2 separate regions of the Mus musculus genome follow, and region 1 is linked to region 2. The links are chromatin contacts, called in public promoter capture Hi-C maps. All regions are on one chromosome and are shown on one strand. The core of a region is the stretch at or near the end of the contact, and the rest is flanking DNA. Distances in the headings are between cores, read along the strand shown.

The links. Promoter capture Hi-C pulls out the DNA fragments that hold promoters and counts their contacts.
Region 1: a promoter capture Hi-C map of hippocampal neurons shows a contact between it and region 2, with 2.4 times the contacts expected there. The contact joins the enhancer-like site here to the promoter of Get1 in region 2. A contact is called at or near these places in 3 of 39 promoter capture datasets (hippocampal neurons and liver), 2 of 484 Hi-C or Micro-C datasets (the P5424 cell line and cerebral cortex), 1 of 115 datasets of contacts at active chromatin or transcription factors (embryonic stem cells) and 1 of 9 other capture datasets (pancreatic islet).

What each region holds. Positions count from the first base shown.
Region 1 is chr16:96,225,539-96,231,997 of GRCm38.p6, reverse strand. It overlaps Sh3bgr (SH3-binding domain glutamic acid-rich protein), which reads right to left. Exons shown (of 8, transcript NM_015825.2): 8 at 3,065-3,475. Among named protein-coding and RNA genes, the nearest start is that of Sh3bgr, 28 kb to the right of the region's middle. Within about 2 kb of position 2,942, at least 22 of the 459 cell types and tissues checked have an H3K27ac peak or open chromatin away from gene starts, as enhancers often do. A contact at or near this core is called in cerebral cortex and hippocampal neurons, where this site is marked.
Region 2 is chr16:96,140,925-96,147,695 of GRCm38.p6, reverse strand. It overlaps Get1 (guided entry of tail-anchored proteins factor 1), which reads right to left and starts at 2,296. Exons shown (of 5, transcript NM_207301.3): 1 at 2,118-2,296. The coding sequence starts at 2,219.

The DNA of each region.
Region 1 (6,459 bases), core at 1,693-4,192, 84 kb before region 2:
GAGGCAGGCGGATTTCTGAGTTCGAGGCCAGCCTGGTCTACAGAGTGAGTTCCAGGACAGCCAGGGCTACACAGAGAAACCCTGTCTTGAAAAACCAAAAAAAAGAAAAAAGAAAAAGAGTTCACAACTCAATGAAAAACACCAAAACCAAGCACTTTGGAAGAAAAAAAAATGTAGGGGAGAAAAGAAAGAAAGCCATAGGCTTCAGAAAGCCATAAAAGGATGCTTTAGCTCAGGTCAGGAATATGTTTCCAGATATTCAGGTATTCAGAATCACCCTGAGGGTCCAGGAAGATCAAGAATCCTTATCAAAATTGCCAACATGGGGCTGGCAGAGTTAGCATGGACTCCTGTGGAAGGCAAGCATGGGAAAGCGGATTATTTGCCTGCTTTGAAGTTTTTAAGAACTGGGTTGGAGACATGGCTCAGCAGTTAAGAGCAGTCACTGCTCCTACAGGGGACCCAGGTTTGGTTCCTGCCCACATGACAGTTCACAACTGTCTGGAACTCCAGTTCTGGGGATTCCACACCATCCTGTTGCCCCCTCAGGTACCTGTACACACAAAGTGCACATAAACTAATGCAGGCACGCACACATAAGCGACTAGTAAAGTTTTAAAGCTTTGAGGGGACTCTCCCAGAAAACCAAGAATCAAGTCCCGGCACCCACATAGTGGCTTACAGGTGTCTGTAACTCCAGTCCTAGGGGCTGTGGCTCCCTCTTCTCTCCTCCCTGGGGACCAGGTACTGCAGATGTGGTACAGTCATGAAGGTAAAACACCCATACACATTTAAAGACAAAAGATTTTTAGGACATGGGAACTTGCAGAGGACAGAATGGGGACATGAGAGAGAGTGTGTACAATAAGGGAGAACAGCAGAAAATGCTTGCCAGGTAGGTGTGAAAATGTCACCATGGGCCGGGCATGTTGGCACATGCCTTTAATCCCAGCACTCGGGAGGCAGAGGCAGGCGGATTTCTGAGTTCGAGGCCAGCCTGGTCTGCAAAGTGAGTTCCAGGACAGCCAGGGCTACACAGAGAAACCCTGTCTCGAAAACAAACAAACAAAAAAAAAAAAAAAAAAAAAAGAAAGAAAGAAAATGTCACCATGGAGCCCAGTATTTTGTATATGTCTGTGTTTACATGCAATAGATTCATATGTGCACAAATTTTAATTTTAGACCTGCACGTGATCTCGAATAAAAACATTATGAACGACGACGTGCTTGTCAGCTCACTATTGTGTAGAGGTTTTAGTTTTGCCTGCTCTCTTCCTTGGTAAACGCCTTGGCTGCCCAGTGATTTCATCCTGAAGTACCCTACCGTGGACAAACAGGCAGCTGGCCCTAAAGGCCACGGCACCAGACCACGAAGCCTGTGTTTTGTCGCCCCCTAGTGGTCCTTAGAGTGTGAGGTAGGTTCTTGCACCAGTGGGACAGAGGACCCTCCCCAGGGATGAGCAACAAAGACTACTCAGGCTTAAAGAAACAAATTAGCTTTTATGTCACTGATTTTCTAATTAAAAAAAAATCTTACTTTGAATGCTCGGGCCTTCTTTAGACCAATCAAGCTCTTTAATCCCATCAGATTACCATAAAATTAGTCAATTAATTGAGGAGGGGTCCTCCTTGTTTTTCAACACGGAATTTTGAGTTCTTTGGGGGTGCACATGTGCACATACTCACAAGGAGAGGCCAACCTCACCCATCGTTTCCCTATTACCAGTCTTTTACCTACCTTGCTTTTAGAAGATAAACTTTTTTTAAATTTTTTTTAATTAGGTATTTTCTTCATTTACATTTCCAATGCTATCCCAAAAGTCCCCCATACCCTTCCCCCGACTCCACTACCCACCCACTCCCATTTCTTGGCCCTGGTGTTCCCCTGTACTGGGACATATAAAGTTTGCAAGACCAATGGGCCTCTCTTTCCAATGATGGCCAACTAGGCCATCTTCTGCTACATATGCAGCTAGAGGCACGAGCTCTGTGGGGTACTGGTTAGTTCATATTGTTGTTCCACCTATAGGGTTGCAGACCCCTTTAGCTCCTTGGGTAGTTTCTCTAGCTCCTCCCTTGGGGGCCCTGTGATCCATCCAATAGCTGACTGTGAGCATCCACTTCTGTGTTTGCCAGGCACCGGGATAGCCTCACAAAAGACAGCTATATCTGGGTCCTTTCAGCAAAATCTTGCTAGTGTATGCAATGGTGTCAGCACTTGGAGGCTGATTATGGGATGGAGCCCCGGGTATGACAGTCTCTAAATGGTCCATCCTTTTGTCTCAGCTCCAAACTTTGTAACTCCGTCCATGGGTGTTTTGTTCCCAATTCTTAGAGAAACGTTTTTAAAGGAAAGCTACTTCAGTGATTGGGGGAGGGACTAATTTGCTTCAAAAAAAAAAGTCTCTTTTTGTTACCAAGGTAACAAGAAAAGAGCTATCTTCCAGAGTTTGACTGCTGCAGCTAAATAGTACATTGTAAACAGCGCATGGCTCAGCTGAGGGAAGTTGACCTCTCTGCAGGAGACACTAACACAGTGACTGTGACAAGAGGGGACAGCACAGCAAAGATAGGAGCCTTGCCTCCCGCCCGTACCCTTACCCCCACCTCTGCCCCACGCCTACCCCACCCCCAGAGCCAGAGGCATCCATCCCTGCCCAGAATGGCAGGGGAAACGGAGTGCCACAGAATGTAACAGGGAAGAAAATAGCTCTGATAAAGTAACATTGGCAGGCAAGCAGAGTGATGTGGTCCAACCTATCCGAAGCAGTCAGCTGTTGCTGACCCTGCAAACCAATCGGCAGCCAGGGGATCATAGAGGTTCCTGCAGCCAAAATTGTACAAAGACCGTGAAGTTGCAGACATCATGTCCTAGCTGCACCCCTGCATGTGTGGGTGTCAGTGCTCTGCAGAGTGTGCACAGCAATCACTTGAAAACCTGAACCAATTGGCACGACAGGGTATACAGGACTTAGTCTGAACAGAAAGAGCAAGTTCAAGTCCTCACAGAGGCAGAGAGATGAACCAGGAAGGGGTGAGGAGAAAAACAATAAGACCAGGTAGATTCTTGGCATCAATCTTTATTTATGATTGCTCTCTGGGAAGTGTTTTGTTCTGAAAGCCAAGCCTAAAACAAGCAGTACACAAAGAAATCCTTCTGCTATGTCACAGAGGGGAAACTACGCCTCAAGATCCTGTTTGCAGAATATTAACGAGAAGGTCTACTTGTGCATAGCCAAGGAAACAAACGTTAAGCAAAGACCAAAAATTTCAGGCAGCGTACGCGTGCAGTCTTCACATTCAGCCTCGTGTTGACACAGTGAGGTAGAGACCCACATGCACCTAGCTGTCTGGGAGGGCGTGAGTCCTCAGTGAACCCAGGTGTGCCGAGGGAAGGGTGCTGGCTTCCAGCCAAGTATTTCGTTGCGTTAATGGAGAAGAGAGAGTTCAAATGTAGCCTCGTGGCTCGGATATTCTAGAAGGAAGGAAATATTGTGAGAAGACTGTTAAAGACAGAATGATCACTGTGATCTTCACTATCCAACCCACAAACCAGGAAGGCAGGGCCACATTTTACCATTTGTGGCTGCAAGTAAAGAAGAGAAAATAAATCTCCATCATGAGAACGGAGCCAGGTGTGTACTGGTTATCAGACCTAACATATACCAAACACCAGAAGAAAGGAAAGCTCTCTATGGCTTCCCAACCATTTGTTAGTGGAAGGCAGAGCGGTTGCATCTTCAGCCAAGTTCCTGATGGGTAATTTCAACAGTGCAAGTCTCCACTAGAAAGCAGGATTGAGTCATGTGCATTGGGAAGGAGTGTTATTTATTTGTTTATTAATATGTATGTTTATACACATATGTACGCGTGTGTGTGCATCATGTGTATATGAGGGTGCCCATGGATGCCACAGGAAGGCATGGGATCCCTTGGAGCTTGAGTCCCAGGCAATTTAGGTGCTAGGAACCAAATTTGAATGCTTGGTAAGAGCAGCAAGTACTCTTAACCACTGAGCCATCTGTCCAGCCTCAGGAGGAGGAATTCAATTCCGAATACTATGCTGGGTCTGTGCCACCATGCCTTTAAAGGCAGCATTTAGGAGGCAGAAGCAGGAGGATCTCTGTGAGTTCATGAGTTCAAGGCCAGCCAGGGTGACAGAATGAGACTCTGCATCAAAAGACAAAAACAAACAAACAACAACAACAACAAAAAAAAAAAAAAAAAAACCAAAGCAGAATCTGAAAACCACACACTGTTGCTCCTCAGATTCAAGCATAGTTTGGATTCCAACTCTAGACTGCACAAGAGAGTGTCTTCACAGTTCTGTTCACTGCCACGCACTCCAGCAGGTCACGTTTTCAATCTGAGTATGAAATCCCCCAGCACAGAGACAGGCTTGCCTCTGGAAGCTGAGTGGTTCCCAGGGACTTGGACCCTGCTATCTGCCATGGCGCACGTGAAGAAAGTAAGAGGAGTCAAGGGTGAAATTTGCGGTGCTGCCTGGGTCCCGCCTTCACGTCCAGGTGTTCAGACTCTGAAACAGATTACTACTGGCTGGGTTCCAACCTAGAACCCTCGGGGAAACACACCAAATGCTCTGCCCAGTGCCACATTGCTTTCATTTTAACTCTGGGGTTGAACCTGGACAACAACCACACACTAAGGCTTCTCTCTCCACGGTGCCATTTCACACTCAGGATTTCATGGTCGTCATCTCAGAACTGCATAATTTTCAAGGAACTCTACAAGTGTTGTGAGTAGTGATGGATCTGCAGTATTTGGGAAGCTGCCTGTGGCCCTGTGGTTCTGTGGCCCTGTGGCTCTTGGCCCTGTGGTTCTGTGGCTCTGTGGCTCTGTAGCCCTGTGGTTCTGTGGCCCTGTGGCCCTGTGGCCCTGTAGCCCTGTGACCCTGTGACCCTGTGGCCCTGTGGCTCTGTGGCCCTGTGACCCTGTGACCCTGTGACCCTGTGGCCCTGTGGCCCTGTAGCCCTGTGACCCTGTGACCCTGTGGCCCTGTGGCCCTGTGGCCCTGTGGCCCTGTGGCAATTTGCTTTACTCCTAGTTTGATGGTAAATTTATCACTTTTGCATTTTCCCCAGTTCTTCTGATGGAATTTTATAAAATTCTCAAAAATGAGTCCCAGTTCATTCCTTAGCAGTGGAGCTGTTACCAAAATCTGACAGACAGTTGACCTTAAAGTAGAGGTCTGTGGCCAGGTGGTAGTGGTGGTAGTGCTTGTCATTAATCCCAGCACTCGGGAGGCAGAGGCAGGAGGATCTCTGAAGTTCAAGACCAGCCTAGTCTATAGAGTGAGTTCCAGGACAGCCAGGGCTACACAGAGGAACCCTGTCTCAAGAAAACAAACAAAACTAAGTAGAATTCTATGGCCAGGTGGCAGTGGTGTGTATCCACAGCATAAAAGAAACATGGGGATGGGGGAGGCATCAAGTCCTGTGTAATATAAATGGAAGGTTATAATTTTATGAACCAGTAACAAACTGTGATAGCCATTCCCACCAGCTTCAAGATGTCCTAAGAACACACAAACCATCTTGAAGCTTCTTTTCCATGAAAATTTTGAGATGGAATGTTCACTCTGTGTACATACACATACGCACACACACACACACACACACACACACACAGAGGAATGCAGCAAAGGCTGCACTGGTGACCCCAGCAAATGTTATCACTCAGCTGACTAAACCAACCATTCAAGATGGCAGACCCCACCTCACCGGTTGTCTACACAGCATTGCTTAAGTTGTTCCTTAAGCAATACATCAGAGTACCAAGGAGTTCCTTTTCCATCTCTACATGAACCTTTTTTTCTAGTCGGGGACCAAGTCTCATCACAGGTCTTGCTGATGGCCTACTGTGTGCTGGGGTACTCGTCCCTTGTTATGTCCTCCTCAGCTGCTCTCCTGGCTGTAACTGGAAGTCTGACTCACGTCTTTTAACACAGGTGTGATATAGACAGGAAAGAGACTAAAATACTCTTCAATTTTTTTAAAGCCATGGCAGAAAAATTGTAAGGACGATCCTAAAATACCTGCTGCCCCAGAGTGGGTCACAAAGACAATGACAGCAGCAACCCCTTTTTGCAAATGTGTTGTCCTTGTGTCTCAAGAAACCAGCTGCTTTCACAGCACAAGGTGATTTCTAGGGTTTTCACCTAGCCTCTGGTAGCTAAGGATCCCACCACATCCTTCATATTCCCAGTCACTGTAAACTGCCATTCTCCCATTAACATACTCATGTGATACTTACCTACCTGTAGAGAATTACATAGTTACTGTTTTATCACCAACAGATATTTAAAACCACAAGGAAGCAAAAGCCAAATGTCTCCTAGTCCAGTGTGTCCACACAAGTGTTCCTAGTGCACAGTGTGTCCACACAAGTGTTCCTGGTCCACAGTGTGTCCACACAAGTGTTCCTAGTCCACAGTGTGTC
Region 2 (6,771 bases), core at 1,047-3,546:
ATTTCCTAATTCCTTATCATGATTTTATAGAACTCCTAAACTGATACAAGTAAGCTACAGTGCCCATCCTTTGTGAGGAGGGACTAATACAGAACACGCCCAAGTCTGGTCATCGTGTACTGGAGGACCCTGAGTCGATCACAGGATCTCTATCTCCTCCCGCCCTGCTAGCTACTGGAAACTCATGACTCAGTGAGGAGGATGGCCCAACACAGCCTCCCTAAACATCTGAGTTCCATTCCCTTAGCTCGACTGTGAGGTGAAAGGGAACAAGACACAGGACAGGAGGACGTGGAACCCTCAAGGTAAGGATCCGGCTCAGGAGCTAAAACTCCTGCTATACAAGCACAAGGAACCACCTGAAAGGTGAGTGTAGATAGGGAGGGAGCCAGGGTCCCCACAGCAAGCTAGCCCAGTCAGTGTACTCTGGGTTTTACTGAGAGACCCTGCCTCAATGAATAAGGCAGAAGAGTGGCCAAGGGCTATCCTTGACACCAACTGACCTCAGCCTTACACACATACACACACACACACACACACACACACACACGGTGGAAAAATAAAACACACAAGAAAGCAGAATGAGAACACACATAACCACAAGGGATTGCTAGCCAAACACACAAGCAACTTTAACCACTGAAACTAACAAAAAGATTACAGGGGTGAAGGACTAGATGCCTCTCCAGAAAGACAGATGATGAAGGTATCATGTTCAGTCTCTCCTACCAACCGTCCACAACACAGATGACTGCAGTGATCCCAAATGTGTGGGTTCACATGCTAGGTATTCCCCATTCTGCAGAGAGTGTCAAATCCCACAGATGGGGAGGGGGGGTCTCACTCACAAATCACACAGCCCAGCTACAAGTCAGAGTTCCCTTGACCCCTCTTCAGGCTTCACCAATTTGCTAGACCAGCTCACGAAACTCAGAGCAAAAATCTTGCCCACTGGTTTATTACAGAACATGTTTTCCAAGGCTATAGATACAGGTTAGAGAGATGTGTTGGGGGTTAAGCACACTTGTGGCTCTTTCAGAGGATCCAGGTTCAGTTCCCAGCATGCATGTGGCTGCTCACACCATCTATAAGTCAGTTCCAGAGAATGTGACTGCCTCTTCTGGCCTCCTCAGGCAACCTCGTTCACATGGTGCATATACATACACTCAGAACACACACACACACACACACACATAAAATCTTTAATGGCTACAGATTAAGAGGGTGGAGAGATAGCTCAGTGGTCAAGAGCACACTCACATAGTGGCTCACATGGAGTCCTTGACTCCAGTGTCAGGGAATCAATGCCCCTTCTGGACTCAAAAGCACTGCATACGTGTGATGCACTTACATACATGCAAGCGAAACTCTCACATAACAAATAGTTTTTTTTAAATGGTTTAAAGGCTACAGATAGCAGGACAGATGAAGAGAACTTTGCAGACAGGTCATTGAGTGTGGGGACATCCATCCCCAGTTAGTAGTCCCCAATCCCTCTTCCAGTACACAGAAAAGTCCTTCTAAACCTTTCTGCATCCAGTCCTTTGGAGAACTGTGTGCAGACTTCATTATACAGGCATGAGTAAAATATGGAAAGTATGTTGGGGCTGGAGATGGCTCAGTGGATAAGAGCACTGGATACTACTATAGAGGGCCTGGGTTCTGTTCCCAGGACCCACGTGGCAGATAACTAATGTCTGTAACTCCAATTCCAGAGCATCCAGCGCTCTCTTCTGGACTCTGCTGGCAATGAAAGCACACAGTGCACAGATACACACGCAGGAAAAACACCCCCCATACATAAACAGAAACCTGAATGTGCAAGAACGGTATGGCCTGTTTAGATTGCTCTGTAGTGTTCCTTGTTCCCACGGACAGAACAGAAGGGGGCTCCCTGTAGCCGGGGATCAGCCGCTCCGGAGCCAGGCACCTGTGAGGATGCTGGGCCGGGGCTGCTCCTCTGTCGCGAAGCGTGGCTTGGGACCTCCCACCCTCCAGAGCTGGTTGCAACCTCGCGATCTGTGAGAAGCTCGGAGGCACCTGGAGGAAGAGAGCTTGCAGCATGGACCGCGCAAGGCCCCGCGCTCGGCCGCTCCCCGCCCCCGGCAGCTACTTACAAACGAGGACAGGGACGGCAGGAGGATGCGCAGCAAGTTACACCCGAACACGAAGCTCAACACCAGCAGCCACGCCCAGCGGTCCGTCTCGGACGCGCTCATGCTGGATCCCAGGCACCTGCACCGCTACGACAGCGCCATGGTGACCGCGCCTCCGCGCTCGCCTACGCCTGCGCACTGCAGCCCTGCTCCGCTACGGCAGCGCCTGGGAGCAGCGTCGTCAACTGCGCCTGCGCACTGCAGTCCTGTTCCGCTATGGCAGCACCAGGGAGACGGCGTCGTCAACTGCGCCTGCGCCGGCGCGCCACGGCTAGGGCTACACGTCGGGCCGCGGTGCACGCACGCTACACCTCCTCTAGGGGGCAGCATGGGATGTTACTTAGCAGCCATTTTCGCCTTTCGCCTTCCCGGCTTCCGTAGCCGGGTGATAGCCCACTTCGGGAGGCTAAACAGGTTTTGGCAAACTGTGATTGCTTGTAGTAACCGAAAACTATTTACGTTCTTACTGAGTTAACTAACGCACTTTTATTCTTTTTTATGTATATGAATTTTTTTTAAAGATTTATTTATTTATTGTAAGTACACTGTAGCTGTCCTCAGACACTCCAGAAGAGGGAGTCAGATCTCATTACTGATGGTTGTGAGCCACCATGTGGTTGCTGGGATTTGAACTCCTGACCTTCGGAAGAGCAGTCGGGTGCTCTTACCCACTGAGCCATCTCACCAGCCCTCTCACTTTTATTCTTAAATAAATTTATTTTAGGATAAGCCTCTGCATGAATAGAAAGTTACTTTATCATAGATGGTAACTGAAACTGTTTCCTAAACCGTTGTCGCATGTAAAATGGTTCGACTACATTTTAAAACTAAGCACTAATAAACACGAACAATGTAGAAAATCGTCACCCTAAAAGATAAGTTTATTCATCAAAAGACATCACATAGTGACTGGTAGAGACTTGCCAAGCATGTGGGAAGTCTTAGGTACCAGCCATGCTCAGCACGCACAAAGAAAAAGTTTACAGTGAGCTTTTAATAAAATTATCTAAATTTAGGCAATGATGAGTATTCATAACAAAAGAACCGCGGCTCACTTGTATATGGGGAATAAAGTGGAAGATAGTTGGCTGTCTTTTCTGCCACGTTAGTCAGAGAACGGGTTACTTCTAGAAACACTGCCTGTGTTTCTACCAGCAGCGGTGGGATGAATTATCTCAACGAAAGGGCACGCTGACTAGGAGACTGCCACTCCATAACCTTCCCTTCCAACTGGACTGTAGACAGACTGCCAGGTGCTCTCTCTCCACGCTGAGGTTTTAGATAGATTAAGGAAGAGCAGCCTCGTGAGAAATTATGGCAGTGTGTCTAAGTCTCCCTCCCCACAAACCCACCTTGACACATACACACACACACACACACACACACACACACACACACACACACACCTGCTTGCTCTTCAATCCCAAATCTCTGCTTTTTAGAATGAAAAGGAAATTATCAACCAAGGTCCCCACTGTACAGGAGGACCACTCTGTTCTTGGTGAGGCGAGATACTAAAAAAATTTCTGGTGAATAGCCTATAACATACATGCAGCTGGGGTGGTGTGATGGTTTGTATGTGCTCAGCCCAGAGAGTGCCACTATTAGAAGATGGGCCCCTGTTGGAGTAAGTGTGTCACTGTGGGTGTGGGCTTTAAGACCCTCATCCTAGCTGCCTGGAAGCCAGTATTCTGCTAGCAGTCTTCAGATGAAGATGTAGAACTCTCAGCTCCATCTGCATTATGCCTGCCTGGAGGCTTCCATACTCCCTCCTTGATGATAGTGTCCTGAAACTCTGGACCTGTAAACCAGCCCCAGTTAAATGTTGTCCTTATAAGAGTTGCCTTGGTCATCGTGTTTGTTCACAGCAGTAAAACCTAACAAGACAGGTGTCTAGGAGAAGCTCTTCCTGGCTCTCAGGGGCATCTCAGTTTGACAGCTCCTAATTCCTGTTGAGCACTCTCAAAAACAGTTCTCAGCTGAAGACTGAGTTCTAACATGTATAAAGAAAGTGTGAAGGGCTGGTGAGAGATGGCTCAGCAGTTAAGAGCACTGACTGTTCTTCTGAAGGACCTGAGTTCAAATTCCAGCAACCACATGGTGGCTCACAGCCATCCATAATGAGATCTGATGCCCTCTTCTGGGGTGTCTGAAGACAGCTATAGTGTACTTACATATAATAAATAAATAAACAAACAAATCTAAAAAAAAGGAAAGTGTGAAAATATCAATCAAGATCTGGTACAAATTCTGGCACATAAAGTTCATAATGAGCTCTTATTTGTGTTTTGATTCTGCTATTGTGACAGGGTGTGACAGTTCTGAGGTTCCTCCATCTTGTGGTCTTGCTGAGGCTAGTGGTGGCGCACGCCTTTAATCCCAGCACTCAGGAGGAGTAGGCGGATTTCTGAGTTCGAGGCCAGCCTGGTCTACAGAGTGAGTTCTAGGACAGCCAGGGCTACACAGAGAAACCCTGTCTCAAAAAAAAGAAAGAAAGAAAGAAAGAAAGAAAGAAAGAAAGAAAGAAAGAAAGAAAGAAAGAAAAAGAAAAGAAAAGAAAAAACGAAAAGAAAAAATTTCATCTCCTTGATGGAGAATGCCATGGAAAATTACCCAGCCCTACTCTAAGGACCCAAGGTCAAGATATCCCAGATTATCTTCTCTTAAACTCTCTGCCTGTACAAACCTTCTTTCCTGCACAGCAAAAGATGCCTGGATGTGGTTTCTGCTTTCTATAACCCTGTGCTCTGGACACTTAGTGCTACCCTCGGGTCTCAAATACCTGACTGTAGTCCCAGCTGACTGGAATAAAGACTTTCAGTTGACTAGAAACTGTCTGAGTGGTCATCTCTGCTGGGCTCCACATAACAGTCATCAATAACCATACGTTTAGTGGATTGGGATTTAGTAAATTTGTTATCTTATAGTCCTAGAGTTTCAAAATGTGAAGTGCATCTCACTGGGTTAAAAATAGACCATCTTCCTTCTGGAATCCCTCAGGCAAAGACCAACATTTGAGGCCAGCAATCTGACCTCATGGCTCTCTTCTGTTTTCAAGGTCCGCATCACAACCCTCTGCTTGGACTTGGAGTCAAACATCCTTCCCACCTCCCAACTCCCTCTTTCACTTTTGGAAGCCTATGATTACACCGGGTCCATGCAGACAACCAAAGATAATCTCCTGGGCTAGAAACCTGCAACCAGGCAGACTACAGGCGGCATATGCCTACATAACACCAGCACTCAGGCAGATTATCCTTGGGGTGCACAAAGACTTGAGAGACCCTCTGTGATTGACATATCTTACTAACTGCAAGACAGAATAATAAGATAATGAACCCAAAGTCCCCAGTCCCCAGTTTCTTCCTACTGCTTAAGTAAATAAATATGAGTATTGCAAATGATTACCACCAGACAGAAGACTGTGAAGAGACACGGGCTTAGATAGCCATCCATGTCCTCATTCTAAGTTGGATGAGGTGGCTGGGAATGTGCGTGGTATGTATTAGCAAGCGACAGAAAATAAAAGAGGGGGCTGGAGAGATGGCTCAGCGGTTAAGAGCACTGACTGCTCTTCCAGAGGTCCTGAGCTCAATTCCCAGCAACCACATGGTGGCTCACAACCACTTGTAATGAGATCTGATGCCCTCTTCTGGTGTGGCTGAAGTCAGCTACAGTGTACTTATGTATAATAATAAATAAATCTTTGGGCCGGAGCGAGCAGGGCCAACCGGAGCGAGCAGAGGTGCTAAAAATTCAATTCCCAACAACCATATGAAGGCTCACAACCATCTGAACAGCTACAGTGTACTCACATACATAAAATAAATAAATCTAGAAGAAGAAGGAGAAGGAGGAGGAAGAGGAGGAGGAGGAGGAGAGGAGAAGGAGGAGGAGAGGAGAAGGAGGAGGAGGAGGAAGAGGAGGAGGAGGAGGAGGAGGAGGAGGAGAAGAAGAAGAAGAAGAAGAAGAAGAAGAAGAAGAAGAAGAAGAAGAAGAAGAAGAAGAAGAAGAAGAAGAAGAAGAAGAAGAAGAAGAACCAGCCCCACTTTTTCATGTGTTCGAATGCATAATCAGGGAGTGGCACTGTTTCAGAAGGATTAGGAGGTGTGGCCTTATTGGAGGAAGTACGTCGCTGGAGGTGGGCTTTGAAGTTTCATAAGCCAAGCCATGTCCACTGTTTCTGTCTTCCTCTTGCTTGCATTCCAAATGTAAAACTCTCAGCTACTGCTCCAATACTGTGTCCATCTTGTCACCTAAAAAAACCAAGATGCCACCAAAGTCCACACTGGTGAACCATGGATTTTATTGGGGTTACTTACAGAAATGTGGGTGATGGGTTACTTAGAGGAGCAGAAAGGACTCAAAGACACCAAAGCCCAGTCCAGCAAGGGTGACAGCTGCTTAAGGAGCTTCTCTGCAGGATGGAAGGTTTCAGTCTCTGAGGAATCTGTTACACAACCGATCAGTATGGACCTAGTTTGGTAGTTTTTCCTTTTTTCATAAAGGAGGTTAAGTAACTCAAATGTAGAACTTGGGCATGTAAGGTCTAACAAAGGTTTCCTTTTCTTTCTTTCTCTTGTTGTTTTGTTTTGTTTTGTTTTGTTTTGTTTTG